2 separate regions of the Capsicum annuum genome follow, and region 2 is linked to region 1. A link is a contact called in public Hi-C data. All regions are on one chromosome and are shown on one strand. The core of a region is the stretch at or near the end of the contact, and the rest is flanking DNA. Distances in the headings are between cores, read along the strand shown. Region 1 holds the start of LOC107870139 (15.7 kDa heat shock protein, peroxisomal). Region 2 holds the start of LOC107870140 (THO complex subunit 4D).

Region 1 (6,568 bases), core at 2,933-5,432:
AAGATTCTAATACAAAAAATTTCTGACTCTTTCGATATAAATTTCTGACTCTGACACTGCTCTGTTACAAGTAAAAGAATAAAAACCTGCAAGTTTTGGGAGAGATCTCCAACAACATTGGCCATTGTTAAGGATGAAATTAATGAGTTTCTTGTCTTCTTCACTTGACCATGGACCTTTTTTCACACCATTTTTGTCACAACAAGGTTGTCTTCCCATGTTTTTCAACAAAAAAAATATATATATATATAAAACTTTGGTATAAAATTTTTAACCTATAGTTTTATAAATGATTATATTTTTGAGAGAGAAATAATAAAGAGCTGTTTGTAGAAGGAGAAATGAAAAGAGAAGAGAGGTTGTTATAGAAAAATATTAAGACTAGCACCAAAGGCCACCTACATATATATAAAGCAAGAAAAGTAACCCCTAATATTTTTTTTTTGGTAAAATATTTATGAGTTATAAATGTTTATTGTTTAGAATAGAAATTTAGTTATGGTTATCTAGATTCTAATAAGAAATTATGGAGTATTTATGAGGTAGTTTAATAAATTAATCTATTATGGTAAGTTAAATTACTACTACTTACTATCATGATTATGATGTTTTTGTTTTTTGGTAAAATGTTTATGAGGTTACTTATAAATGTCTATTGTTTTTAATAGAAATTTATTTATGATTATCTAAATTTTTATAAGCAATTATGGAGTTGATTTCAGCAGAATTTAGTATATTTGATGATGAATGTATAAAATTCTGAACGTTATCAGACCAACTGACTATATTTGTACATATCTAATAACTTTTTTAATGAGTGACTAATAGTGACAATATTTTTCAAATTCTCTTCGATTTTTTTTAATTTTTTTTTTTTTGCTTTTTTAGAAATTATTTGATCTATTTACTTAAAAATTATTTAGACTTTCTCGACACGTGTCGATTGTTCATTGCTTACCTTTCGAAAGCTCCACCTCAACATATCCTTTCCTCTCATTACTTTAGCCTTCGGTTTGAAGAAATAGTTTTTTAAAAAATAATTTTTGTGTACATAAAATGTAAGATAATATTTAAAATATTCTTAATTGAAGATAGTATATAAAATATCTAAATACTTAAGTCGCTTATTAGGTAATTACGAATAACTTTATGAAATTTTTACGCAAATAATCAACTGAATTCACTATTTACTTTTCTTAGTCGATATACATAGATTATACACAATTATAAACATATACTTTAGTATATGATATGAAAAATATATTAAGTTAATATAAACCTTAAATCCTATTGCCATTGAGTTCTCATAAAAATTAATATTTTTATTCCTTTTCATTTTTACCTTATTGATGAAGTTGAAAGAAACTGCAAACTTAACTTTATTTCTTGAAGTAAAATTCATCATAAAAGGTAAAATTGAATATATTATTATTTCTTTCCTTAGACATAAATTCAGGAGATATAAAATATTAATAAAATTAAGACTTTTTAAAATATGTATATACAAGAATGATGTACATAATTTATACTCCAAAGTTGGACCCACATTATGACGTAACAACAACAATAATAACACATTGAATGTAATTCTATAAATAAGGTCTGCAAAGATAAAGCGTACGCAGATTTCACCTCTTTCTTTATGAGATAGACCCTCGACTTAACGGGAAAAAAATTCAAAGCTGGTAATAAAAAAATATATAACAAAATAGCACGATACACTTTCTTCTGTTGGTCAAAATTTGTGAATTATACCTTTTTCCACCAAATTCATAAAATACTAATTTAGAATTGAAGATTAATAATAGTAGTAAAAAATACCCAACTTTTGGATATAGAAATTAATTCTTATTTTATACAAATTTTATTCTACAAGTAGGTACTAATTAAAAATATTGTAGACAACCAAATGTTGTTGAATAAATTAAACTACTTTCATAGTGCAAGAAGAAGGATTAAATTAACTTACAAAATTATGATTTGTCCAATTCATTTCAATTTTTTAAATTAGTGATTTGCCTACTTATTAGTTCAATCAATTTTGACCTCTCAAATTCATTCATTAAAAAGGGATTAAAGTGATTGAGTTTTAAATGTTACACGTGTAACTCCATAGTATTTCTTATTAAACTTAACACTATAAAATATATACTCCCTCACTCGTCCAAATTGGGATGACACAGCTATTAAGAAAAATAATAAATAACATGACTAATTTACCATAGTACCCCTATTAAATGATGTTTATATTTTAATTTACAGAAAAAGTAATTAATGCAAAGGGTAAAATATGGGGAAAAAAATTGTCTTGTCATGATAAGTAAAAAAAGACAAGTAAAATGGGACACCAGATTAGGAAATTTGAGACGGATAAAATGGGACGGAGGGAGTATTAAAAAATCATATTTTTATATGCCAAACCTAATGGATGTTTTCTTTTTTTATCTACTAATTAACTGCTTTGAGTTAACATAGAACAGAATTAGTTAAAGACCTTGTATTTTTATTGTTCTTTTGCTGAAAATAATATGAATTACTATATTAATTAAGACAAATTAGGTAAGTTAAACAGCTTCATTAGTCACCTCCATCACCAAATTTGTTTGATTTTATTACTCTCTCTTCCATATGTAATGGTGATCACACTGATGACACGTAGCATGCTCAGACTTAGTGAAATCGATAAGCAAATATCTCATCGTCTTGGAGATTTCTTGGGAGGAATACATAGTATATTCAGATCTAGTGGAATTGATATAGACAAATATTTCATTTTTCTTGAGACCCTTTTGGATGATGACGCACATAGCATGCTCAGATTTTATGGGATCGACAAATATTTCATCTTTCCGGAAACCTTTTAGGACGATGACGAGTAGCATGCTCAGAGCTAGTAAAATCGATAAGCAAATATCTCATCTTCCTGGAATTTCTTGGGAGGAATACGTAGTATGTTCAGATCTAGTGGAATCGATAAAAACAAATATTTTATTTTTTTGAAGACCCTTTGGGATGATGATACACATAGCATGCTCAGATTTTATTGGATCGACAAATATTTCATCTTTCCGGAGACCTCTTAGGACGATGACACGTAGCATGCTCAGATCTAGTGGAATTGATAAGCAAATATCTCATCTTCCTGGAATTTCTTGGGAAGAATACGCAGTATATTCAGATCTAGTGAAATCGATAAAAACAAATATTTAATTTTTTTTGGAGACCCTTTGGGATGATGATACACATAGCATGCTCAGATTTTATTTGATCGACAAATATTTCATCTTCCTGGAGACCTCTTAGGACGACGACACGTAGCATGCTCAGATCTAGTGAAATCGATTAAAACAAATATTTAATTTTTTTGGAGACCCTTTGGGAAGATGATAAATATAGCATGCTCAAATTTTATTGGATCGACAACTATTTCATCTTCCTGGAGACCTCTTAGGACGATAACATGTAGTATGCTCAGATCTAGTGGAATCAATAAAGACAAATATTTCAACTTTGAATATTGTCTGTTTTAGGCCTAAAATGTAAGACATGATCTAGTAAAGTCCAAACAACAGACTTTGGATCTGGGCTTAAGGCCCACAAAAAAATTTGGACATCTCTTTTAGATATGGGCCCATGCTAGATGGCCCAACTATTTATTATGTGACCTTACGTAGGGCGAAGTGCATAAATACCCGCTTATGAGACTTGTCATTTAATTTATATCCAGCGTTAAAATTTTCCGCTTTAGTCACAACTTCAGACATACGCAATTGAAGTTTGGAAATTTACATCTAACTTCGGATATTTTTATCTGAAGTGTCACACTGTGAAGGTCAAATATCGAATATTCTGGCTTGAAGTTTTGAATGGCTTGCCGAGACCAATTTCATAAGGCCATACTTCAAACATAAGACTCGTAATGTATAATTATACTATGTATCATTCTAAACCTCACTTGTGTGATTATTGTTGTTCGTAAATTCCGACCCCTACAAAATAACATGGGATATACATCCTTTGTTTTTCAGCCCAACAAATCCATATGGACCATCACTAATTCAAAGTCCAAGCCCAAACTTTCACAAATTAAAGCCCAATCCAAATTTCAAACTCAAGACCACAATAATTACCATAGGGATCTCCACATATAATCATCACTTACATCATCTTTCAATAATACCAAAATGATAATAAACCTTACAGAACCCTCTAGACCTTCTAGATTTATTTTTTTCTAGAAAAATCATTAAATCTCCATATCTCTTTATATATAAATTAAACAACTCTCCTCCAAAATTTCACAACAAATAAATAAAAATTAGAAAAAGGGAAAAAATTATGTCTATTTTTGGTGATCCATTTAGAAGATTTTTATTGAGTCCAACAATTTATAGAACATCATATGGTTCTAATGCTCTTCTTGATTGGATTGAATCTCCTAATGCTCACATTTTCAAAATTAATGTTCCAGGTTTAATTCTCTTTACTTTCATTTTCTTATTTTTCGTAATCACAGGCGAATTTAGAATTTAAAAGTTAAATTTAACAAAATATTAAAAGGAATAGTTATCATTACTTATTTTGATCCATTGTGTATATACTTTCTCTTGATTTCCGTGCCATCCGTGGCAAAGTCAGAAATTTAGTTATGTATCATTTAAATATGTGTAAATAGAATTAAAGAACGTTATCATGACCAATTGTGATAAATAGATGTTGTGTTTTATATATATATATATATATATATATTTAATTCGATGAAATTGTTTGATTTTTATTGATGTTTGTTCATAGATTTTATCATTCTATGCAAGCAAAAACTAAATAATTAATGAAAGATGTGTTAAAATCTTGAATTTTTTGCCATTTATATTAAGTAAATAAAATGCATTTGAATATAAATATATTGCAAGGTTTATATAATCGATTTTAACTTTTTTGAAATTTGGGATAGAGGAATAATTAAAGTTGCGAGTTCAGCTGAATTCAGTAATCTTGTATCAAAACCATGTAATATATATATATATATATACGCACACTAGCATCTCTTTTTACAAAATTATGTGCAAATATTAAAAGTTGGAACCTAGTACTAATTTACATAAGGAGTGAGTTTAATGGCATACGAAACACATAAAGTTTAAATTCTGAATCCACACGCACTCAAGGTCGAGGTATAATAGGAGTTGGATTACATACAAGGTTTTCTCTTTAAGATATTTTCGGAGGTTTAGCGGAAACAGACTCTCTACTTCACTATAAGGTAGTGGTATGGACTGTGTATATTTACATTTCCGAGGCCCCACTTTGTGGGAATATACTGAGTATGTCGTTGTTGTGGTTGTTGATGTTGATGATGTTTATGCAAAGTTTTGGAATGAATTTGACGGAGACATTAACCTCTCTACTTCATTCTAAGGTAGTGGTATGGATCGTGTATATTTACCTTCCCTTGTACTCACTTTGTGAGAATATATTGCGTATGTTCTTGTTATGGTTGTGGTTGTTGATGATGTTTATGCGAAGTTTTGGAATGAATTTGACGGAAACAACCTCTCCACTTCGTTTTAAGGTAGTGGTATGGACTGCGTGCATTTACCTTTCCAAACTCGCTTTGTGGGAATATATTGAGTATGTTGTTGTTGTTGTGGTTGTTGATGATGTTTATGCGAAGTTTGGGAATGAATTTGTCGGAAACAACCTCTCTACTTCATTCTAAGGTAGTCGTATGGACTGCGTACATTCACCCTCCCCAGACCCCAGTTTGTGTTGTTGTTGTTGTTGTTGTGATTGTTGATGATGTTTATGCAAAGTTTTGAAATAAATTTGATGGAAACAACCTCTGTACTTCATTCTAAGTTAGTGATGTGGACTGCGTACGTTTATCCTCCCCAACTCACTTTGTCAGAATATACTGGGTATGTTATCGTTGTTGATGTTGATGATGTTTATGCAAAGTTTTGGAATGAACTTGACAGGGTACAGCAAGGAGGACATAAAGGTGCAAGTTGAAGATGGCAATGTGTTGGTGGTGAAGGCGGAGGATCGAGGTGGCAAGAAGGACGAATACCACGGTAAGGACAAGGAGATAGTGTGGCACGTGGCGGAGAGAAGCGGAGGAGGAAAAGGCGGCGGGGATTTCTCGAGGGAAATCGAGTTGCCGGAAGATGTGAAGGTTGATCAAATCAAAGCTCAAGTTGAGAATGGTGTTCTTACTATTGTTGTACCAAAAGATGCAACTCCAAAACCATCTAAAGTTAGGAACATAAATATCACTAGCAAGCTATAAAATCTTTTCCGGATCTCGCACGCAGCAGCAAGAACTTTAGTGCACCGAGCTGTCCTTTTGGTTTTTGGAATAGTAAAAGTTAAGGATAGTTTGTTTATGTTGTCACAAAAAATGTGGGATTGGATGGATGTAACAAAAGTACTTGTAGAATAAATTTAAGTGTTTGTATCTGAAACTTTATTACCTGTGCGGATTCTTCTCTGTGTTGGATTCTTCAGAAATACACTAATTTTGGCGAATCTGACACGCACTTATTGACATTTTTGACGAATTCGAACA
Region 2 (6,568 bases), core at 3,049-5,548, 140 kb before region 1:
ATTTATCACCAACTGATGAATAACTTGTTCATGTGATGATCTTGTAGCATGAATCAAAGTACATGTAAAACTTAGATTTAAATATGCAAAGATCAACTTACACTTGGGCGACCATTTTTGTCATAGTGGATAGCATACCGTATCAGTTCACCGATCTCGGAGAAGAGTTCCTGTGTGGCAAGTCCTTTTTTAACAGATCTTGAAAGATGTATATTGCAAAGAAGTATATATGTGAAAGACATGCTGAAGGTATACCCTTATATCTGAATTTGTCACTCCAACTTCCAAGTTGGAAACATACACCTTAGTGCCACTCTCTAGTCCTGATGATAACACCCCTGCAGCTCTAAGACTATCTTCAAGCAAGCCATTCTGCCATGGCATATTCTTGGTTCTGCGGAAATTCTGAAGCAAGAACGCCCAAAAGATATCCAGGTGTAAAGTTAAAAGTAAGCACGCTACCAAAAAATAAGACAAATTAACCATTCTTCAAGATTAAATCAGATATCACCAGTTTCCCATCGAACTAGGAGGAGTTTCTTACGTCGAATTGCTCAAAAAAGGAATGTAACCTAATAGAGAAATGGGAATGAACTATGCACAAAAAGTGTTGGTGGAAATGGAGGATTTGACCCACTGCACATCAACACGTCCTTACACAAAAGGTAAGAGCTCCACTTTTGATGTTCAGTGAAGGAAGCCACCTTTGCAGAAAGGCCATGTACTAGATCGTAACAGAAGATCTTGACACTGTAGCAGTTCCACATATTGCATTTGGATCCATCACGACAATCTCAAAGTGCAAACTCCCTTTTTAAACCAGTGGTGAGAAACTACAGCAATTGCTATTATATAGTGATGACAAGAGACGGTTAATAAAGTACACCCTCTAGATGTTATGGAAATTAAATCGTGAAAGCTCTTTAATTTTTCCAGTTATTGAAGCACCTCTAGCAACATGCTACAAAGAAGCCATGTATGCCAGAACAGGGCCACCTGAATATCCCGTTTTATCAAAATCCATTGCGAATTCCTGGAAGAAAACCCTTTCGAATGGAAGAAGTTTGAGGATCATCGATACTTGCACTACCATTTCAACAGCTTATTATGGCTGAACAGAAGTGGACTTTCTCCTTGGAGCCAAACATATCAATATCTCTTGAATGTCAATTCTAAAGCAAATATTCAGAGAACCTTCAGTTTCATTTCTAAAGCATATCAAATTGTCTAGGAAATGCAAAAGACTTCGACAGTTTCGAGCTTGCCTTGGCAATTCTGTTGGCAGATGGCCGAGCATTTACACCAAGTGCCCCTCTACGAGGAGCTCCTGTTGTTCTTCCACCTCTAAATGATCCTCCTTGCCCTCTTCCACGTCGGGCCCTGCCTTGTCCTCTACCTCCTTTCTCACTATTTCTCCTACTTTTTATCATATCTTCAAGAGTCATATCCAAGGAAGCCATGGAAGTATTCAGAACAATAAACCAGCAGCTAAAAGAATCAAATCTGTAAGCAAGAATAAAATAGTTATAAGTATTTGGTAGTAAGAATGGATGAAACGTAGAAACTAGAAGTAGAAACATTAGACAACATCCAGAGCAACGAAAATCAGAATACACTTGCTAACAAGTTAAGAAAATCCTATTCAATAACACTATGAATGTTACTCAAAAACACAGATGATTGGGCAAATGGACAGCGTCATCGACAATGCAAGTTTTATATCAACAAAGTAATCCGATAATTTCAGAAGTAATCAACAAAGTTTTATATCAAGAAAAGAAGTGCAGAATCTAATATCTAATCATTTGTGTAGTACATCTGCTCCCATGTTTAGCTCAATCAATTTAAGTACACTTGTAAACAAATATTGAAAAATCAGAGATCAATAAACCAAATAATTACGCCTCAAAGAATATGTTATTTAGCTCTCTACATTCATTCTTCAGCTTATTGAGGAAAACTTATAGTCATCGAGTCAAAAGATCGCAGGTCCACAATAATAGATAAACCTATTTCCAAAAGCAATCTGTCCCCAATTTATACAAATATGAATTAAATCCATGAAGAACTACAGCAAAAGAAAGAAAAAAGCATCAAACGTGATCTAAATAAACATGTACTAAACACACACATATACACGGAGTCACAGACAGATGTAAATCCGCAAATCAGCACACAGGTAATTCATCCATAATAAAAATTGGAAAAGCTACGTTACACGGATTACTTATTGGTTTCATGCCCAATCTGGATGTACAAATATCAAATAAGGGTATGTGCAATTCTTTGCCAATTCATCATGTATGCAAGAAATCACCACAAAAATCTCCTTTACCCATTCCACACCCGGTCAACACGGGTAAATACATACACCAATTCAAAAGACGGTCCATACAACAATAATGAAATCTAACCACACAGAGAGAGAAGTCCATCTGCGAACCAGCACACAGGTAAATCCGTCCTAACAAAGCTTGAACCTTCACAACCTATGTTACACGGATTTCTCAGCCGGTTCATACCCAACTCAGATGCACAAATATAAAATAACGATTTGTGCCATTTTTTGCTAATTCATCATGTATCCATGAAATCCACACAAAAAAATTTATTTACCAATTCCCACCAGGTCAACCAGGGGTAAATATATACAACAATACGAAAACCGATCCATACATCACACACACAGATGTGTACATCTGCAAATCAGCACACAGGCAAATTCATCCATAACGAAACTTGAAACTTTCCAACCTCTCACAGATATTCCTCAACGGATTCATACTCGACCCAGATGCGCAAATATCCGATACGTGTATGTCCAACTTCTTGCTAATTCATCATGTATTCAAGAAATCCACACAAAAAAAATTCCTTTACCCAATTCACACCCGGTCAACAGAGTTACATACATACATACATACATGTATACATACAACAACAACATATCCAATCTGCAAATCAGCACACAGACATAACAAAGGTGTTCCTTTACAACCAACATCACATGGACTCCCCTTCACGGATTCAAACCCAACCCAGATTCGCAAATAACAATTCCGATTATCTACAGTTTTTTACTAATTCATCGTATAATCAAGAAATCCACAAAAAAGATCTCCTTTACCCAATTCACACCAGGTCAACACAGCTACATACATACAATAACATATCCAATCTGCAAATCAGTACACATGTAAAGAACCTTCACAACCGCTCCAAATCCGAACCAAATTCCCAAAGATCAAACGCGGGTATACGTCATTTTTTGCTAATTCATCATATATTCAAGAAATCCACACAAGAGACCTCCTTTACCCAATTCACACCCGGTCAACACAGCGACATACATACAACAACAACAACATAATATCCAATCTGCAAATCAGTACACATGTAAATACATCCATATCAAAATTCAAACCTTCACAACCGCTCCAAATCGCAAATATCAAACATGGGTATACCCCATTTTTAGCTAATTCATCATGTATTCAAGAAATCCACACAAAAGACCTCCTTCACCCAATTCACACTCGGTCAACACAGCTACATACAACAACTACTCCAATCTGCAAACCAGCACACATGTAAATACATCCGTAACAAAACTCGAACCTTCACAACTGCTCCAAATCTGAACCAAATTCGCAAATATCGAACACAGGTATACCCCCATTTTTAGCTAATTCATTATGTATTCAAGCAATCCACATAAAAAAAAATCCCTTTCACCCACCCCTGCCCTCCTCCTAAGGATTAAAGAGTCCGTTTCCAAAAGACCCTCGACTGAAGTAACACATATCAAAGCAGCTAAAAAAAATATAAACATAAATTACAAAAACACAAAAACTACAACCACAACAACAATAACAATAACAACAACAACAACAACACAAAAACTACAACAATAACAATAACAACAACAACAATAAAAACAGGAATAACAATAATAATAGCGAGAAAAGAACTGAAAAATTACCAAGATCTGAAGCAAAAGAGCAAGAATTGAACAAATCTAGGATTCTTGAAGGAAGGTGTATCGAGAAATAGGTGAGGGGATGGTGGAAAAAGTGTAAAGATTTGAACTTTAATGGGTTAAAGATTGGATTTTTACTAATGGGGTCGAAGGAAATTCAAGAAAAGAGATTTGATCTAGAGGGAGGGAGATCTGTTAAGGGAATTTTGGAGGCAGCTTTAGGGATTTTTGGTGAATTTGTATACAAGATGGTAGAAGAGTAATAACGGGTAAGGAGTTTTGTAGGGGGTGGGGTGGGGTGGGGTGGGGTGGGGTGGGGTATGGGGGTAAGTGATTTGAGGTGAAAAATAATGACACGGTTTGGCCCATTATTGTTCATGAAATTCAAAGATGGGCTTTTTGATAGGCCCAAAATCTTTTTTTGACCAACAATATAAATTCCGACGGTATTACAGAAAATCTCGACATTTATAATTATTAAATTTTAATTTTGAGTCTATCAAAATATATAATTAACTCCCGATTTACTCAACAAAGATAGATTTTTTCCTTTGTAAAGATACATAATTAGCTTCCGACGAAATACATAATTAACTCCCGATATATCCAACGAAGATAGATCTTTTCCTTTGTAAAGATACATAATTAGCTTTCGATACATATTTTTTGATTTTGGGTCCATCGACACAATACATCCGATGAAGATACATTTTTTTTCTTGTAAAAGATACATAATTAGCTTTCGATATATCTTTAAAAAATATTTCGAGTTTATCGATATACATAATTAGCTTCTCGATACATCCGATGAAGATACATAATTGGTTGAGATTTTTATAATTACTTTGTAAGAGTGAAAATTAGTGTAAATATAGTAAGTTGAGGTGTATGTTTATGTTATTTTAGCTTTTTTGTTTTTTTGGCAACTCCCACAAACTCTGCCTTTAGGTTGAGCACTTTGCGGTAACTTTCTCAGTGTGTAATAGCTCGTAAATCACATAAAAGATACAAACTGCACTAAGCAAGCTGCATGCAATGAGCTCGTGTTGAGTGGCAGACGGAGACTGGATTCGATTCCACCACTTCCTAACCACTCAATCATGCCTTTGCAGGCAATTTTTGATATCTCTTATCGTCTGTTTATTTTGATTTGGTTATCGCACTGTTTCATTATTGTTGTTGTTCTTTTACTAAAGGCATAATATATAAATGTGTCTTTTAACTTAACCTTAGTTGGCATTTATGCCCTCCAACTCTAGTATGTAAAAGTAGTCACTCAAACTTGTATAAAGTTGAATAGGTAAACATATGTTAGATGACATCGATGTCAGATGAAACCAAGTTAAATGACACGTTTATTTATGATGCTTTTTCTAATTACTATGTACTATAACTTTCCTTATTAGTTGTCATGTTTTCTTTGCTTCAGTATTTTATTCTCGGTAACTGTTTTAATTTGCTACACTTAAGTTGATGATCTTTTAGAAGTGATTTCTTTGTCTCTATGAGGTGAGATAAAATGGCATGCATTCTATTCTGGTCAGACCTGACCTTTTGAATTGCACATGATGTTGTTATTTGGGCCTCACTTGATAGGTTAGGGCCCAACATCTGCAAGTACAAAACAATGCCATTTTGGGCCTTGTAATTCATTAAAAGGTTTCTGGCCCAAATGCTTTTTGGGCCTTTGTTTTCTCCAATATTTCATTGTAGCTGGTTCCAGAGCAATGGCAAATAGGGTTGGGTGTTCGGTCGGTTCGGTGTATTTGTTTAATATCGATTCGGTTTTCAGATTGACAAAAATAACATCCGTAACTAAATCAAAATAAATTTGGTTTGGTTCGATTTTTACAAATTCGGTTCGGTTATTTCGAATTTTTATTTCGATTTGAAATATTAAAGTAGTTAGCCTCTCATTTTCATAACTGAACATTTAAAATTGATGGGTTTTTTTAGAAAAATTATTTTTTTCAAACCTGTTTTTCATTCCTAAATATAAATAACTATAAATAACTCAACATGGATGAAATGAAATGAAATAATCATAAGCTTAACATAATACATAACGTCATTAATCATTACATAAAATATAACCTTGCATAAATAGTCTACAAAATAACACAAAACTCATAAAACAGTCCATAAAACAACATACTTTCTGCATATATAGTCCATAAAACAGTCCAAAGTCACCAAAATAGTCCATAAAATATTTGAGTCACTAAAACAATCCATAAACAGCCTGCGGCGTATGCAAATTTGCTGTTAAATGTTAATTGTGAATTTGAATTACTAAATATTATATATATATATATATATATAATAAAATATATATTATTTATTTATTTATAAAATTTTGGTTTTCGGTTTAGCCAATTTTTTTAAAAAATAAAAAACGAAAATCGAACTGAAAAACCAAAATTTTAAAATTACAAATTGAATCTGATCGGAAAAATCGAAACCAAAATTAAATTTCAGTTTGATTTTTTATTTTTTTCGGTTTAAACCAAAATATGCCCACCCCTAATGACAAAGCTATTTTCGTGTAATTTATAGATCACAGTTCGAGTTGTGAAAGCAACTAGTAAT

Evidence for each region. A called contact is a pair of places that touch in the nucleus more often than the background predicts.
Region 2: a Hi-C map of leaf shows a contact between it and region 1, with 4 times the contacts expected there. The contact joins the promoter of LOC107870140 here to the promoter of LOC107870139 in region 1. A contact is called at or near these places in 5 of 5 Hi-C or Micro-C datasets (bud, leaf, pericarp and 1 more).

Annotation. Positions count from the first base shown.
Region 1 is chr5:2,638,523-2,645,090 of UCD10Xv1.1, reverse strand. LOC107870139 (15.7 kDa heat shock protein, peroxisomal) reads left to right here and starts at 4,182. Exons shown (of 2, transcript XM_016716569.2): 1 at 4,182-4,471; 2 at 5,979-6,464. The coding sequence starts at 4,339. The coding sequence ends at 6,289. It overlaps LOC107872269 (transcription factor MYB20), which reads right to left and starts at 369. Exons shown (of 3, transcript XM_016719028.2): 1 at 87-369. The coding sequence starts at 219.
Region 2 is chr5:2,780,032-2,786,599 of UCD10Xv1.1, reverse strand. LOC107870140 (THO complex subunit 4D) reads right to left here and starts at 4,298. Exons shown (of 7, transcript XM_016716570.2): 1 at 3,983-4,298; 2 at 1,266-1,503; 3 at 256-405; 4 at 102-170. The coding sequence starts at 1,460.